Regions from separate parts of the Rattus norvegicus genome. Here regions 1 and 2 are each linked to region 3. A link is a contact called in public Hi-C data. All regions are on one chromosome and are shown on one strand. The core of a region is the stretch at or near the end of the contact, and the rest is flanking DNA. Distances in the headings are between cores, read along the strand shown.

Region 1 (3,002 bases), core at 425-2,924, 190 kb before region 3:
CCCAAGCACCAAGTTGGGGCTAAAAGCTTAACAGGATGAGAACACAGACACAGGTACTCTGTAAGTAATATCTGCCCTCCATAATCCCCATCTCTCTCCTGATGTCTCTGACCCACAGGCACCAATGACGCCACCACCCCTGTATCACAGAGAGCAAGCTCTGTTCCTAATAGGTTCTGAGCGCTCACTCCAACTGGCTGTGTGCTTTGGAGCCCTCTCTGGATTAGGACAGGGAAAAGGGACCCAGCACACATCCAGCCTACCTTGTACTGCTCAGTGTGGCTGGGATGTGGGAAGTGGATGATAGGAGAGAAGTGATGGACATGAGGGCTGCGAAGGCCACCCCGGAAGAGATACTGCGCCAGCAGGGAGCTCACATAGGACTTCCCAGTGCCTGTCCAGCCGTGCAGGGAAAGGACCAATGGCTTGCTGGGGGCTGGGTCCTGTACAAAGGCCTTCAATGACTTCACCACCAGGGCCTTGGCCAAATGCTGGCCAGCTAGGTGTCGAGCCAGGTCACATTCCAGACCTAGGACCACAAAAGGAATGCATATCAAAGCAGATGGCAGGCTATTGACTCACAGTCTGTAATCTCTGCACCTGGGAGGCAGTGGCAGCAAATAATCCATAGTGAGTTCCAACACGCCTTTAATCCCAGCAACTGGGAGGCAGTAGCAGGGAGAGCTCTTGTGAGTTCCAGGCCAGCCTGGTCTACATAGTGAATTCCAGGCCAAGCAGAGCTACATGTCTCAAAAAACAAACAAACAAACAAACAAAAAAACACTGGTTGCTTTGGCAGAGAATCTAAGTAAGTTTGATTCCTACCACCTGCATGTTAGCTCTCAACTATCTGTAACTCTATCCCAGGAGTCAACACCTTCTAACTTCCTTGGTACACATGGTACATACACATACTTGTAAGCAAATATACATATATATTATATACATATTACATATATTTTATACATATAAATCAGTCGGGATATGATGGTGCAAACCCTTAATCCCTTAGCACTCTGGAGGCAGAGCCAAGTGGATCTCTGTGAGTTTGAGACCAGCTTGGTCCACACAGTGAGGTCCAGAACAGCCAAATCAATGTAGAAAGGCTCTGTCTGAAAAACAATAAACAAAAAGCATCGGAGGTTCGAAGGCATGTCTAAGACCTCTGGGATACTTGTCCGACAAATGAGGGACAGGAGCAGCTACCTCAGCAAGGGCCAGCGCGGCACCGCCCCCTCGAGGCGGTTCTCCGGATTGCACCAGCCCCGAGTACTCGACAGCTGTCTACAGGTTCAGCCCACCGCAGGTTTCTCCCCGGAGTGACAAGCCCGCACAAGGGAGGCCTACCACAAGCCACCGCCCCGCTGTCAAAGGCTTCCCTCCACCGGGCAACCTCCAAACCCTCGCCGAGTGGAGGCGCTCGGATCCCCACTTCCGCCAGCCTGGGCCGGCGGGGCCGCGGACCCCTGCGAGCTCCGTCCCGGCTCCCACTCCTCACCAGGCAAGTCGGGCCAGAAGTCACATTCGCAGAAGGACCCTAAACTGCATCGCAGAAAAGACACGTCCCAGGCGGCGGCGGCAGCCAAGGCCAGCACGAGCAGCCCGAGGATCGAGCCCCAGGGCGGGCAGCCGTGCCTAGCCACCGCCATCCGGTTGAGGCCCTATTTCAGTCAGAGGCGGCCCACTGCCAGAACCTGTGAACTACAGCTCCCGGTGTGCACCGCTCCTCGACAGCCACGCCCATTGCCTACAACTCCCGGCTCACCTTTCTTCGGGGCTCTAAAACCCGACCGGTTGTCCGGCAGCAGTAGCGCAAATAGGCCTCCTGGGGGAGCCAGCAAACCGCCCAGTCCCGCGTTGCCATGGTCACGGGTAAAGATTGTTAAGAGCATGAGACAACAATAAATAACAAAAACTTGTGCGGAACCTTACACTTCCTGAGAGATTTTTTCCAAGCTTTTTTAAAAAATGTGACAAAAGAGTTCTCACAACAGCACTTTTTGAGCTATAATACATTTGAGAATGTCTCTGCTAGTGTCAGGCAGGGGCCCTACATGTCCTGTAACAAGACCTGCTATATACCCAGGGATATGAGATGTGGTCACATAAAGTGTTTTGGCTCAGAAAATAGAGCCTGCAAGATACTTGCTACCAAGCCTAAAGACCCTAGATCAATGCCCAGAGACAGCCTGGCAGAAACCAAGAACCAATCCTGCAAATTGTCCTCAAACCTCTACACATGAGTCCACACACACCCTAAAGGGATAAGTAAGCAAATCAAAAAAGTGATGCAGCTTCACAAGTCTAAGTAGCTCGGAAAGGTGTAATTTTTCCTTCATCTCTCTTTTCAAGACTGGGTTACCCCGTGTAGTCCTAGTTGTCTGTCCAGGAACCCACTCTGTAGCAGGCTGGCTTCAAACGCAGAGTCTGCCTGGTTCTACCTCTGAGTGCTGGGATTAAAGGTGTGCACCACTGTTTAGTGCCTTTCTTTTCCCTAAGCACACCTCTCTAACACTTTGGGTTTCACTCTCTAAAGCCCTCTATGTGGCTGGCACCTGTGCCAACTCACTCAAGAGACATGGCTTTTTCTGTTTCTCCATCTTCCTTACAGCTTGCCTGCCCTGGGGGGGGGTTCTTTTAAACCCTAATAAAAGTTTCCCTGAGCTTAAAAAGAGAAATTTAAATTAATATATAGTATATGAGTATTGCTCTTTCTTACCAGCTAATATACACTAAAAAACACTAATATAAATCCATGGAGAGGGATTCCCTTATTGTCCAGGTTTTATTGAATTTGGAACCCAAGAAATTAAGCTTCTTATCCAAGTTTCCCAATCACTGAGCCATTGAACTAAACCCACCTCCAGGTACTGTCAAAGATCTAATATCCCTAGTCACATGTTCCCAGCCTCACGCAGTCAAAGAGCTCAGAGGTAAAGGACCTCTATGTCTCTAATTCAATAAACAGACTCCTGAGGCCTGGGGGCCAAGCCTGTGGTCAT
Region 2 (3,288 bases), core at 686-3,185, 170 kb after region 3:
AGGAGAATTTAATCTCGGTCCTTCTCACGGGATTCACCTCTACCACCTGATAGGGCAGGGAGTGGAAGTCGAGGAAGGCACGGACTTTGCTGCAGAAGGGACATGTCTTGTACTGGTACAGGGTCAGCTGCAGGCGGTTGGACAGGGACAGCTAGGGGAGAGAAAAAAATGGGGCTTGTAACACCTGGAGTCCCAGAGCTCTTGCTCCACCCTCTACCCCACAGCAAACCTTTCTTCAGGGAGTCTTCTAAGGTGACCAGGAAAATAGAATGAGGAAAGGTGGAGAGAATAGAGGGTGGGCAAGGGAGTGACAGACAGCCTAGCCTAGCTCCAAGTGCCCAGCAGATATACCACAGGGCCAGGAGGATCAGCCACCACCAACGTGCGAGAGTGTGTGTGTGTGTGTGTGTGTGTGTGTGTGTGTGTGTGTGTGTGGGAGTGTTAGTTCATCTTCTTCCGGTCCCAAAAGGGACACAAGACAGTCCCAGGATGTGTCCTCCAGCTTCAATAGTCCTTAAGGTCTCCTCCACTCCCATCTCCCAACCCCGCCCCTGACTTCTCTGGGTAACCCGCAGGGCCCACCAACTAGCCAGGCAGCATTGGCCACAAGTGAGATCTACCTCAGATCTCCAAACGTGGAGGAGGCTGCCCCTAGTTTCTCGGCAGGGAAGCCTTCAGGTGAGTTTGCTACAGTCGCAGCCCCCTCCCCTCAGTCTTCAAATGGAAATAGGATGGGCAGGGAAGAGAGCAGGGAACCACAGGGACCCCCTCTCCAGTTCCAGTTCCTGAGCATGGGAGGCAGGGTGGAGAGGGGCTTAGACTCTGCAACTCATGAAATGTCTACAGGGCTGCAAAGCCACGGTAGGCTGGAGCACGCCTCCAGTTGAGTCTGAAGTCAGGTTCACTCTTTCCATAAAGATTACTCCCGGTGCCACACACACACACCCCTAAATCACAAGAGACCGTGGCATACAATATATACAGCTCTAGGTCATGGGCAACAGCACCACCCTCCTCGTACTCCTTGGCCAAGACACTCGCCCAAGGTCACAAGCCCGCGAAAGAGGCCGCTCCTGACCCTGCGGCTTCTCAGGAGTTCAGGGCTAATCCCGGCTCCCCATCAGCAGTCCGATCCAGCTAAGTCTTACCTGCACAGCCGAGCGCTCGGCGTGGAGGTCCTGGGAGCGCAGGTGCCACCGCACAGTGTGGTACAGCCCCAGAGCGCCGCCCAGGGCCAGCGCCGCCACCCCCAGCAACCGCGGGCTCCCCTTGCGGATCGAGGCGCCCCGGTTTCCCGCTGCCGCCCTGGTGAAGCCCGCCCGGCTCTGTGCCGAGAGTTGTGTCCAGGGTCGTGTGAGCAGCCCCTCTGACAGGGCGCACCGGCTAGAGCCAAGCACCCACGCAACGCGCGCTGCCTGGGCCATGTTCGCTTTGCCGGTGCTGCGGGCGGGCGCGCAAAACTAAAATGGCCAAGGTGCTAGGATTCCTTAAAGGGACAGCACTCTGTGTCTGTGTGTTGCCTAGGGTAACGATGACGCCAAGTAGGACTAGAGGCCGTGAAGGGAACGGGAGCGCTTGTCTGCCTGAGAGGCAGAACTACACCCCAGGGGCTTTGGAAGTGGCTTGATGTCGCTGCCTTCTAGGGGTGCAACGGTAACCTGTGACTCGTGGTCGGGCGTTTCCACATCGTGAATCTACGATGTCAGGGAAAACGCCAGTCTTCCGACCCATGCACTACCCAGAAAAAGTCCAACGCTGTCTCCAATAGGCGGCCGCAGCGTCTTAGACGCCTTCTGCCCTCCCGCAATGCTGTACGCTGCTGTTGTGACGCGAACCATAAACTTTTCTCAAACCCAGCGGGGGCCTTGAAAACCACGTGCTTCGGAAATGGTTCAAGCTAAGGGGGCCGGATCGCCAACCCAAAGGCCTCAAAGGCGGGAATGGGAATGAGCGAAGCTACCAGGACACCCCAGGCCTTTGCGAGGCGAGCTCACTGGTCTTTTTTTTTTTTTTTTTTTTTTTTTTTTGGTTCTTTTTTTCGGAGCTGGGGACCGAACCCAGGGCCTTGCGCTTCTTAGGCAAGCGCTCTACCACTGAGCTAAATCCCCAACCCCGAGCTCACTGGTCTTTAAACGAGCGCCCGACCTCCACCGCCTAGGCTTCTTCGTGGACAGCCCTGGCATGACCCCGCCCCGAATCGGAAAGAGGGCGGGACTTTAGGGTGGGCGTGGAATCGAGAGGGAGAGAGGTGGGGTTTGTTGGTGAGCCGGTATAGAGATGTGGGAGACTAGCTGTGGAGGTTCTGGGATCCGATCTGGGTACGATCCACAGCCTTCACCTTCTCCTGGGCCTGGCAGCGCCATATCCCACACTATCCAGCCGCAACTGGAACCTGCGCATGCAGCCTAGACGAGGGAAAAAGGCGAGGCGGTCCCAACATGCTTTTCTGTGAAAACCCAGCTGGGAAGAGAATCATGGGCTTAAAAGTCACGGAGGATTCCGGCTCAAACACCGCCTCTAAGTGAGGGAGGCAGGAGTTGTTCCGGAACAGTCCGGCAACTAGCCAGGACGGTGTCCTGGAACAAATGCCTGGAACCTGCACTAGAGAACTGTACCTACCAATCTTGTTCTACTAGTGGGGAAAATGAGACCGTAGAAGCCCCAAACTGACCACAATTTCAGAAAGGTGGCGCTGCAGCCTGGGCTGAGAGGCCCACTGCCTGTTCACTTCTCAGGCAGATCAGATCAGTAACTGATTTTCCAGTCCTCTCCTCACCTACCCTCTCTCTCTGTCCATTGTCTGGTCTCTCCCAGACTTCTGGTCCTAGTGTGCTTCATCCAAGGACTCGGCAACTAAGGACAGCCTCTTCCCTCGTGGCCAGATAAAACCCATCCCCAGTGTGGTTGGGATGTCTGTGATCCTTCAAAATCTATAAACTGGAACTTAAGAGCTGAGTGGTCAGAATAATTGAGTCGTTTAGGGGGTAATTAGATCAGCTTGTAAGAATGGAATTAGCTGGAGAGAAGGCTCAGAGGTTAAGAGCACGGTCTGCTCTTCCAGAGGTCCTGAGTTTAATTCCTAGCAACCAGAGGTTGGCTCATAATTATCTATAATGAGATCTGATTACCTCTTCTGACCTGCAGGCATACATAATAAATACATCATTTAAAAAAAAAAAAGACTGGGATTAGCGCTTTTGCCAAAGGCCCCCCAGGTTACAAACCAGACTGTCTGCCCCTGTCTGTCTTCTGAAATGCCCGCATCCTGGAAGGTGCCAACTGTGAGGA
Region 3 (3,504 bases), core at 881-3,380:
CCACAGGAATGGTGCAAGATGCTCTGTTAAGACCTTCAGACTCACAGGGACTGGCTTGCCCTCCTACCCACCCTGTGCGATCCTCCAACCATGGGGTTCCTCGGTCACCCTAAGCACTCTTCTAGGCTCCTGGGCTAGAGCTTAGGATACCATAACAACAAGGACACCATCCCCAGCCCACAGAGCTGTAAGAGATGCCAGGGTGACTTGAGGCATGAACAGTGAAGATGAAAGTGAGGCTGGGACAGGAAAAGGGGAGACGTGTTCTCATTGCCCCGAGAACCTGAAGCCCTGGGAACACCACCAGAGGGGCTTCTGCCTGTGGCCTAAGGAGGAACACGAAAGCCCCAGGGAGAGTTGGGGACAAGGTGACTCTAAGCAGATATATAGCAAGTGCCAAAGTGTGGAAGAACTCTCAGGGGTGAAGGCGGCCACCCTTCGGGATGCCCTGCCCCAGATCAGGAGACCTTTGGAGAACAGAAGACTTACCCACAAACAGGAGCAGCAGGAGGCCTGCGGCCAATGGGAGGAGGACAGCGTAGGCACGGGGCAGGAAGTACTTGTGGATGACATGCTGGCTGTCAATGAATGGCTGGTACCAAGGGCAAGAGCTCTGGTGAGTACGGCTCACCTTACCAGCCCCAAAAGAAAGCCGTCCCACCTCCCTCTAGAGGTTCAAGGGGCTTGAGCCCAGTGGCAGCACTGCATACTGAGGACCCGCCTTGATAGCATCCCCAAGACGTTCCCAGCCTGGGCTCCTCTGAATGTGCATATGTACCGTAACAAGAGACCCACTATATTGTCTCGGTAGCCTTGAATACTGCCTGAGTCTTTTGAGTGCCGGAAAGCATTCTTTTGTTTTCTGAGGCAGGGTTTCTCACACAGAGCCCTGGTTGACCTCACTGAGCCCCACCTTCCTCTGCTTTCTGAACCCAGGAACTCTAAGTCTTTTATTTTTTGATTATGCATATATTCATGTGAATGCAGGTGTACCAAGCCCTGGATCTCCAATCCAACTCTTAACATTTAAGCACCAGTGATGTGCCAAGCATTTTTGCTGGGTATCCTGCAGCTAGAGTTAGAGATGGTTGTAGCTGGCCATGTGGGTGCTGGGACTTGAACCTCTGTCTTCTGGAAGAGCAGCCAGTCCTCTTTCTTTTTTTTTTTTCAGAGCTGAGGACCGAACCCCAGGGCCTTGCGCTTGCTAGGCAAGCGCTCTACCACTGAGCTAAATCCCCAACCCCTGCAGCCAGTCCTCTTAACCACTGACCTATCTCTTCAGACCACCTAACTTTTCTTTCTGAAGGATACCAAGTATGGCAAGATTCCCCCTTCTAAGCACAATGTACTTTTAAGCAACCACTAACAAAATTTCCCACATTAAAGGGGGGGTGGGAAGAAGTGTTAATAAAATTGATTGGTGATTGCTTCACCCAGGAATTTGTTGGCTAACCAGGAGGACAGACTCAAAATAAAGCCTTACTGTGCAGTTCAGAGGCTGAGAAATATCCTTCCCCCTGAGTCTTAGCCTCCTCATCTATAAAATGCAGACACCATCAGCAGTCATCAGAGTGTAGATTCTGTGAAATTGGAGCAAGCTAATCATTCAGCACCGTGCCTGGCGCACGGACGCTACTCGAATCGTTGTAGGAAATTGGGTTTGGAGATCCAGGGCAGAGTGAAGGTGAGCGGGATGGGGGTGGGGCGCACATACCAAAAGAATCACCCAAGTGGTGTAGTAGGTGAAGATGATCAAGCTAACGGCGACAAGGCCAAATCCCACCGCTTGGTCTGTCCCGGTGGCCTGGAGAAAGATAAGGTTCATCTGGCGAGATGGCTCGTGTAAATGCACTAACCGAGGGACGGAGCAGCCGGTTTACACTCCAAGCCTCTTATTCATTCAACATCACGGGGGCGAGGGGGCGGGTGCTGACTAAAAGTGGCTCTCCGGTTTAGAAAGCCGCGCCAGGCCTCCTCTGTCACCTGTCCGCGAGCGGTGGGAGAGCGATTCGTGTTTGGAGAGCCCAACCCCGTCTCCCAAGGAAACGCTTACTCAGGGCCCCGACCCCTGTACCCTCAAATCACACAGGTACTGCACCCCAGGCTCACCATTTCTCCAGCCTTTCGCCGGAGCAACAGAACACATCCGGTTCTTGGTTCAGGCCTTTCCGGCTTGTAAACCACGTGACACTCCGAGAGTTGTAGTCCGGGACTAGACTGAACGGACCTGTGGGCACGTTTCCCCGCCCTCCACTGCATGTCGGGAAATGTAGTTCTGAAGGGAACCGTGGGGCTGGGGAACTCAGACTTCCTGGGGTTTTATGGCCTTGTCCCTGTCAGACTCTTCCCAAACAAAACATTTAAACATTATCATACAGTCCCAAGCCAGAGTGAGATGCACCCCAGAGTCGGAAGTCCCAGAGAGGGGACAGATCATAATCTGAGTCAGTGAAGCAGGCATCGGGATTCAAAGGCTCTACTTCTGAGCTTGGAACTGTTGATGAAAGAGGCTGTGTAGAATGCCCACCACTGGCCTGGGATATGAGAATTTCCACTGGCAGGCTTCCTAGCGAACTTTCTAGGCCTCCCTTCATTGCTCATTGCCAGAGGTTTCTGAATGGTCCTCTTAGATCCAAGGAGTGTTGGGCCAAATTATCTTTCATATTTTTCTTGTTTCCTACCTGGGACACTACTCACATGGCATATAGGGTTACCTGCTGTCAATCCAGCCTCCAAATGCTACACCATCCAGGTCCTCAACCAGAGGCAGCAACTCCCTCTGTGCCCCAACAGCCCCAGGTATTTTATAACCAGTTTCTTCAGTGATTAGCACCACAAGCCCAGAGTGGCTGGCTAAATCCCTAGCATAGTGGGGTTCTATCCCAGAACAGGAGCTTTGACTGAAACAACCAGCTTTAAGATCCCCTAATTCATGCTGGACATGGTGGTGCATGTCTGTAGTCCCAACACTTCGGAGGCGTGAGTAGCAGGTCTTCTTGTAAATACCAAAATAAAAACATTTTATTCTTTCCCCGAACCAGAGTGAGACACTATCTCAAACAAAAAGATGTGCATGATCAACATGTTCTGACCTTTGTCAAGTGCCCATATTCATATAAACATATGTAGACATATATGCAATGTGCACATATGTATGTATGAGGTGGATTATGACTGGGGCCAGATTGGAGAACACTAACCTCCCTTTCCCAAGCATGCATTCTTTTTTTTTTTTTTTTTTTTTTTGGTTCTTTTTTTCGGAGCTGGGGACCAAACCCAGGGCCTTGCGCTTCCTAGGCAAGCGCTCTACCACTGAGCTAAATCCCCAGCCCCCCAAGCATGCATTCTTACACATACATGGCCAGCTTCTGTTGTTAGCAGTCCCCAAGTCAACATGGTGATGAGATGAAAAGAAACACCAACAAAAAGCAGTAACAAAAACATCGACATTTAATTCCCGCCCAAACCAAACATTGACACTAGGCTGATTTTTCCACATGACAT

Evidence for each region. Hi-C and Micro-C count contacts between places; a contact is called where the count stands out from the background.
Region 1: a Hi-C map of liver shows a contact between it and region 3, with 3 times the contacts expected there. The contact joins the promoter of Tor2a here to the promoter of Dpm2 in region 3. A contact is called at or near these places in 4 of 12 Hi-C or Micro-C datasets (the Rat2 cell line, frontal cortex, liver and 1 more).
Region 2: a Hi-C map of liver shows a contact between it and region 3, with 4 times the contacts expected there. The contact joins the promoter of Ptges2 here to the promoter of Dpm2 in region 3. A contact is called at or near these places in 8 of 12 Hi-C or Micro-C datasets (the A7r5 cell line, the Rat2 cell line, kidney and 4 more) and 1 of 1 datasets of contacts at active chromatin or transcription factors (oligodendrocytes).

What each region holds. Positions count from the first base shown.
Region 1 is chr3:36,444,970-36,447,971 of GRCr8, reverse strand. It overlaps Tor2a (torsin family 2, member A), which reads right to left and starts at 1,674. Exons shown (of 5, transcript NM_001007744.3): 1 at 1,499-1,674; 2 at 264-529. The coding sequence starts at 1,649.
Region 2 is chr3:36,086,893-36,090,180 of GRCr8, reverse strand. It overlaps Ptges2 (prostaglandin E synthase 2), which reads right to left and starts at 1,935. Exons shown (of 7, transcript NM_001107832.1): 1 at 1,149-1,935; 2 at 1-151. The coding sequence starts at 1,424.
Region 3 is chr3:36,252,303-36,255,806 of GRCr8, reverse strand. It overlaps Dpm2 (dolichyl-phosphate mannosyltransferase subunit 2, regulatory), which reads right to left and starts at 2,130. Exons shown (of 4, transcript NM_019252.2): 1 at 2,110-2,130; 2 at 1,715-1,804; 3 at 490-592. The coding sequence starts at 2,112. Eeig1 (estrogen-induced osteoclastogenesis regulator 1) reads right to left here. Exons shown (of 11, transcript NM_001399583.1): 11 at 3,430-3,504.